Linked DNA regions of Sus scrofa: region 1 is linked to region 2. The links are chromatin contacts, called in public Hi-C maps. All regions are on one chromosome and are shown on one strand. The core of a region is the stretch at or near the end of the contact, and the rest is flanking DNA. Distances in the headings are between cores, read along the strand shown.

Evidence for each region. A called contact is a pair of places that touch in the nucleus more often than the background predicts.
Region 1: a contact with region 2 is called in a Hi-C map of subcutaneous adipose tissue, with 2.0 times the contacts expected there. The contact joins the promoter of FGF7 here to the enhancer-like site in region 2. A contact is called at or near these places in 2 of 47 Hi-C or Micro-C datasets (heart right ventricle and subcutaneous adipose tissue).

The regions. Positions count from the first base shown.
Region 1 is chr1:122,277,157-122,280,866 of Sscrofa11.1, reverse strand. FGF7 (fibroblast growth factor 7) reads left to right here and starts at 2,162. Exons shown (of 4, transcript XM_021073771.1): 1 at 2,162-2,527; 2 at 3,292-3,668. The coding sequence starts at 3,383. The region is part of intron 11 of FAM227B (protein FAM227B); the gene reads right to left.
Region 2 is chr1:121,878,402-121,882,105 of Sscrofa11.1, reverse strand. The region is part of intron 23 of ATP8B4 (probable phospholipid-transporting ATPase IM); the gene reads right to left. Among named protein-coding and RNA genes, the nearest start is that of ATP8B4, 250 kb to the right of the region's middle. Within about 2 kb of position 2,450, at least 8 of the 83 cell types and tissues checked have an H3K27ac peak or open chromatin away from gene starts, as enhancers often do. A contact at or near this core is called in subcutaneous adipose tissue, where this site is marked.

The sequences.
Region 1 (3,710 bases), core at 913-3,412, 400 kb before region 2:
TTCTAGGACATTTTTTTAAGCCAATTTTTAGAAAGAGATGCAGGAATTCTTTGTTTTAAAAATATAATCCTTTGTTTTATAAATTAAAACTCAGGAGACAGAAGTGTTTCCAATTAAAAATGAAGTTAACTCAATCTGGAAACAACCAGACATTCGGCAAATATTTTCTGTGCTTAGCCTATCACTATATGTACATTAAAACAAGAGCAATAAATACCTGTCAATGTTATTAGTACTAAGAACTTAAAAAAAAACAGAGGGTTAACACATCTAGAGACATCTACATTGCTCTTGGTTTCTGGAGAATCCCTCTTGATAATAAGGGCATAAGTGAGGTGCTTCATTTTATTAGCTGTGATGCTAGTCAAAAAGATTGTGGGCTCATCCTGAGTTAATTATTCTCCATTACGGAAACTGATAATCAAAGGATACAAATACAGTTTCCTTGGTGAGACTTAATCCACTCATTAAGGGATCATATTTTCAAATCACAGAATACAATGGCATCTAATAAATTTAGGGTACAGAGATTACAATTTCATACTTTGTTTCCTATTTTACAATTAACCCTACATAGCAGATTTTTAAAAAGCACTAAGCACTCTTCATCAACAAACAATCCATTTCTTTATTTAAGTCTTGAGCATTAAATTAGCAAATTTTGACTTCTGATCTATTGATTTCTTAGTATTAAATCTATAGGGTCAGTGTTGAATAGATGGATTTAGTAACTCCTGGATATATTAACAAGTGAATGGTTAATAATTTTTATTTCTTTAGAAGGAATATCCAAGTCCTAGGCGTTCTGACCCTGCTCATTACTATTCCCTGCAAAATAAATGGAGGTATGATTCAGAGCACGGCAGCATCATATTTTCTTTTTTTCTTCTATTCCTTCTTATAAAGAAATACATGATGGAATATTTTGTAGCCATCTAGCTTTCTACAGAGGAAAATATGGAAAGGCCACCTTCTTCTGCTATAATAAATGTAGAAATTTCATATTTGTTGCCTAGAGAATAACTAAGTGCATTAAAACTATTTCTGTGCTCTTGATTCTATTCCCCAAAAGCACAGACATATAGGGAAACTACATAAAGTATAATGCAATTGAATGCACTTAATTTCCTTTTCCTATTCGGTCTACATGCACCACCTGGTGGTAGAGTAGTGCATTTCAAGTACTGTGCGTGTGTGTGTGTGTGTGTGTGTGTGTGTGTGTGTGTGTGTGTGTGTGAGAGAGAGAGAGAGAGAGAGAGAGAGAGAGAGAGAGAGAGAGAGAGAGAGAGAGAGCGTGCATGCAAGCGCACGCTGGGGGTATTAACATGGGGAAGAGAATTTGAATATATATTCCTAAATATTGATTTAGATTAACAATGCAATTATTTTGCAACAGATATCTCATAAAACATTAGAACGCTACTATATACACACTAGAGCAGGAAGGCAAAATAGCTTTCTTTTATTTACATGGGCTATAGCTCTTAAAATTACATCCCTAAAGTAATATTTATTACGTTGATGTTCTTACTGAGGGCAAGAATCAAACACTGATAACCAATATAGAACTAAATACTTATTTTTGATTTTTAAGAAGAATAATTTAAAAAGCATGTATCTTCCTTCTTATATTAGTTGTTAGTATGAGTAATGAGTTACAGAATTTTAAAACTACAAGGTACCATAGAGTCATTGAGATTAATTTTACAATGTAGCAGCTGAGATTCAGAAAGGCCAGGTGACTTGCCTAAGGTCATACTGGTAATTAGTAGCCCAACTCAAATAAGAACATAGGTTTTCTTACTTTAAGTCTAGGAATATAGGACATAAGATTATACTCAAAGGCAATGCTGAAATATCTCTGTATGAAGAGATATACCCATAACTCTTGAAGACACTAAGATGTGAATTAATACATATAAGTAGTTTTATTCTAACATTCTGAATAAAAACATGTGATAGTAGAAATGCATGCACCATAAAGCTGTGGAAAAGATTTCCTACTAAAAAATTCCCTTACATATAGTTCAAAGGAATATTTTTCAACTTATATACAACTGCTATATTATAAAGACAGTCTAAAAAATTCTCTTTCCCCTTCTAACTGCTTCAGAATCAGAGATTAGTTTCTACAACGTAGGTACCCATTTATAGATTTAAGCATAAACCATGTTCATAGCTCCCTCTCATGACCATTGAATGAATACTATACAAGCCTCCTTTATTCTCGCTGTTGTATTCAACTAACAGCTCACTGGTTAAGTTTTAATTGCTTCCAATGAGGTCAGCAAAGGTATTTATCGAAAAGCCCTGAATAAAAGGCTCCACACACACATACACAAGCTCACACGCGCTCACACACACAGAGAAAATCCTCTTGCCTGTTGATTTATGGAAACAATTATGATTCTGCTGGAGAATTTCTCAGCTGAGAAATAGTTTGTAGCTACACTAGAGAAGCTCAAGTTGCACAAGGCAGACAACAGACATGGAATTCTTGTGTATCCAGCTGTTATCAACAGAACAAGTAAGTGGCTGTTATTTGTCTTTAAAAACAATGCTGAATGTTTGTGAGTAGTTTATCTCTTTCTCTGGTTTTAGTACTAAGGGGAAAAGTAAAGTGACTAGCTTTTTGAGCCTTGTGATTATCTATAGTAATTATGCTGTAGAACTTACATAAAGATAAGGTTGAAATTCTCCAGAGCAATCCTGACATTTAACTTGAGAAATGTAGGCTGTTCAGGAGAAAATAAATGACAAACCACAAATGTAAAAGAATAAAAAAATCTAGAGAAAAACATTTATATTTTGTTAATAGTAGTTTTAGAACTGAATTTAAATAAATAGCTCTAATTGCAGGATGTTTCTTATGAAATAGGAACTAGAATGAATGGTACAACCCCATTCTGATTTGTCTCTACTAATGCTTAACTTTCATAAATCTACAGAGTAGTAAAGACATTGACATACTCTGTGAAAGCTGTTTTAAATGCATCTTCACAGTGTGAATAACACAGTATGTTCTAATACTATTTACCCACTGACATTTATACATACAATTTTTCATCTTCTTCTCTTTCTTCCCTCCCCATTTGTTAACCTCTCATTGCAAACAGAAGTCAAGTAGCAAACAGCATCGCAGCAACTAAGCTTATTACAACCTGTTTTTATAAGGATATACCAACAGATTTACTTAAGGAGGAATTCTATATTGTTATCAGGAACTAAAGGATAAGGCTAACAATTTGGATAGTGCAACTACTCGTTCTTAAATCCATCTACAATTCACAGATAGGAAGAGGTCAGTGACCTAGGAGCAACGATCAACTCAAGATTTAATTTTCATTATGTTATTCATGAACACCCGGAGCACTATACTATAATGCGCAAATGGATACTGACATGGATCCTGCCAAGTTTGCTCTACAGATCATGCTTCCACATTATCTGTCTGGTGGGCACTTTATCTTTGGCATGCAATGACATGACTCCAGAGCAAATGGCTACAAATGTGAACTGTTCCAGCCCTGAGCGACATACAAGAAGTTATGATTACATGGAAGGAGGGGATATAAGAGTGAGAAGACTCTTCTGTCGAACACAGTGGTATCTGAGGATTGACAAACGAGGCAAAGTCAAAGGGACTCAAGAGATGAAGAACAATTACAGTAAGTAATGTTTTATTTATGGCACAGCTTATGAGCCTTAAC
Region 2 (3,704 bases), core at 1,201-3,700:
CTTTCTATTCTGAGATCATTGGCTTAGCTCCTTGCTCAGGACGAGCTAGCTCTCGGAGACACATACCCCCCTTTTGCTGTGTGTTGCAGAGGAAAACTATATAATGACTTTTTTTTTCTTTTTGGCTTTAAAAAACATTTGTCATTTAAGGAAAACACATTGTGGAATAAATAAATAGGAGGAGGCATTCAGCCTCAGCACATCTGTTACTGATTTGTGTAATTAGCAGAAACCCACTAGCAGGATCCAGGAAGAATGGCCAGGCTGGAGCCCCCACCCCTCCCTGGGTTTTCCACAGAGCACATCTGGAGGGTGACGGGATAGGAACTGCCAGCCAGGTTGAGATGGGCTCACAGGTAACCAAATCCATGAAGTCATCCAAGACTGGAGATTAGCCGCACTCCCACACGTCACTTGCTAGACTTTTCATTGTGGGTTTTCTTAAATTGTTTGACAGAATGAATGTTTTTCTGGCCTTGACAAGATAATTGTTTCCATATCACAGCAGAATTAAAAAAAAAAACATACACAGCTCTATATCTCACTGACAATGATAAATTGTCATCAGATAATAACATCCCCCAGTACACAGGACCAGTAGTTGCATAGTTTCAAATGTGAATTTTCTAATTAGGGATTCAGCCAATGGTTTTTTTCTTTGAGGGGTACCTTAGTGGGGCAGGGCAGGTGGTTGAGGTTTTCTCTTTTGGCTCTAGCCCTCATAGGGGACAGTTTATCTTTATCAAAAATCCTGAGGGCATAAGGTACTTTTAAAATAAGTTACACATAAATTGTGCACACAAACCCGCAGTAGATTCCGTGAAAATCATGCAGGCTTTAATATTGGATTGAGATAAGGCATGTCCTTAGAAAGGATCCATGATTCAGTTTAAAAACTTATCTGACCTTTAAACTCCTCTGGTCCAAAAATCTGGTTGGAAATTTCATCAGGATAGATTGTATTTAAATTGTCTTTTGGTGGCAATTTGGTTGGAGTGTTTGCTGGCAGAAGGTGGACTTCAGTTTCCAGATGATTCCAGGAGGCAGTTTGCCTAGAGGCGGGCCTGGCCTTTCTAAGGATCTAAGCCATAGGAGACACCCCTCGGCACAAGCTCTCTCTCAGTGAGAGTGTTCATTTTCTCCCCATAGTCATAGCATACTGACTGTTTCTGGAAGTTTCTCCTTTAGATCCAAATAAAGCAAACATTTGCCTGAGTAGGGGTTAGCGAAAGACAGTTACTTTAAAAATAAATAAATAAAAGATGGAGCCATTCTCTCTTCCAAGTCTAAACCAACTCCCATGGCCACTTATCAAGCAGAGCTGAAAGAACACTGAAGAAAAAGTCAGAAGATTGAATGAGTTCCAGTCGCAGCCTGTCTACCACTGACCCTCAACTCTTGGGAAACTCATGTTCCTCCTCTGTAAAGGAGGGGCTGGACTCAGTATCTGACATTCTTGCCAGAGCCAAGAGTCTAGATCTCACAAGACCTATAGTTTTTGTTCTGTGTCACAGCTGCTTCTCCCAGGAAAGTCCACCCAGCAGAGGGAACCAAAGGAGTCTGGTCCCTCCCCGGCAGATTCTTGCCCCATGTGTTCCAAAGCAATCACAGCAGAGGCGAGGCACTGAAGTCAAGCGGAGGAAAGTCTAAAAACCAAGCCCAGCCCAGCCCGCACCATATCATCCTCCATCCAAGATGTCCTAAGAGCCACCATCTCACAAACAGGGATGGTCCCACCCACTGGCTCCTCAGAGCCTCACACACCACAGCTGGATGAGATTGCACATCTGTCCCAGCCCACCTACCAGGATGGGACACTGGCTAGAATCTACTGGACCTATCATCAGAGAATAAGAGCCTGGATAAAATTCACCAGGTCCCTAGAGACAGGCCAAGGTAGTAAAGAAATAGTACATGGCACTTCATTAAGTAATTAAACTGGTGTTCTAAAAGTCAACAATGTGTCTATGAAAGCACAATCTGTTTACATTTGGTCAGATGTTTTCAGCTGCAGAGTGGATTACTTCAAAGCAACCTCTTCAGAGACGCATGGAAGAAAGACGTAGGTGCTTATGAATCACGCTGAAATTGGACCCCCTTGAGATAGGGCCCATCCATGACAAATTTAATTGTAAAAAACCTCTTGGCAGAAATTTAAGAGCAAGGTGACCAGGGAGTTATTCAACATCAGTTTCCCATTTATGAAAATAAAATCGTTCCCAAACTGTTAAGTTCCCTGAGGGTAGGAACTGCATCCCGCTGGTTCATTCTTGTGCCCCTGGAAGCCAGCAGAGCTCTTGGCTCCAAACTGGCACTCAGTTCATTCTAATTAAATGAATGAGCATTCAGAGACTATAGATTCTGTGTTGGAGGATGTGTGTGTCTCACATCTGTGGGGATTAGACAGGGAAGTGACTGGCGATCAGGCCTGCCAAGGAAGGACCTCTGAACACATGCCTGCTGTTACTAAGTCTGCCGGGCCCTGGAACTTTTATTACTACTGGCTCCATTTCGCTGTGGAGCTTGCAGTTCCACTGAAGCAATTTAGGAGGAGGATGGCAGGGGTGGGAAGATGTCAGATGGCCAGCTTTCATTAACAGGCTGGGAACAAGTGGCTATCCAATGGGCTCTAGAGACTAAGAAAGCCTTATCGCCCAGCATGTGGCTTTGGAGGCCTGAGCCAGCTAAATGATTTCACTGGGCAGAAAAGTGTCCTCTATTCAAAAATTCTCTTTCTCTGTAGACTAGTGTCTCTCCCAAATATGTTGTTTTCTTTTCACTTGCCTCATTTACAGCATATTGTCCTTAGAAAAACAGGGCTCAGGAAAAAGAGCCAGAAGATTTTTCAGTTAAACGTGTTGTTAATCAGGACCTTCCAGTAAAAAACAGGGAATGGAAAAGAGATTGTGATGCCTACCAGTCCCAATTCCACATCCGCGTTGCCCTCACAGCTGCTTCTTGGCATTTTTACTAACACACCAGCCCGAGCACACGTGGGTGCGGTGGGGGAGCAGCAGAGCTTCCATCTTGCTGGCAGGCTAACACCTGTTCCACAAGAGACTTCTTACTGTCCACAGTAAGTAAGACTTCCCCTCACCACTGCTATGCAGGTTTTTAAAGGTTTTTCTGAATGAGTTGATTTTAAATGGAATTTTAGAAATTTTAAAGAGATTGTAAATTCAGCTAACCACAGATCAGTTGGACAGTGTTGAGGAGGTAACAGGATGCTTTTCTTCCTTTGACTCTACAGTCTCAGACCTTTACACAAACCAGCCCCCGTATGCCTGCAGGTAGCTAGACTTTCAGGCCTCCAGTATTCTGCTTAATTTTGAAAGTATTCATAGACTCACTTGAGATTAATAGAGCCCCTGAATTTGCACCAGATTCTCACACATTTCTCTTTTTTCCCATGCTCTCATGTTACTTTCAAATACAGTATTTCTAGCTGACCTATGTGTGCCTATCTTTATTTCCCAGTGAGAAAACAAATACCAGGTGGGTAGGAACTTGTCCCTTTCATCGCTTTGTTTTCTCTTCCCCAGATGGAAAACAAGCATTCATTCCTACTAGCATTTTGACAATGCTGTGTGACTCAGGGCTATGGGCAAGGAATGAATTATTCAATTTAAAATGACAACAATATAAATGTTTATAAAATCAGAATAAACAATTCATAATAAATTCCTATGTCCGAATGCCATTAA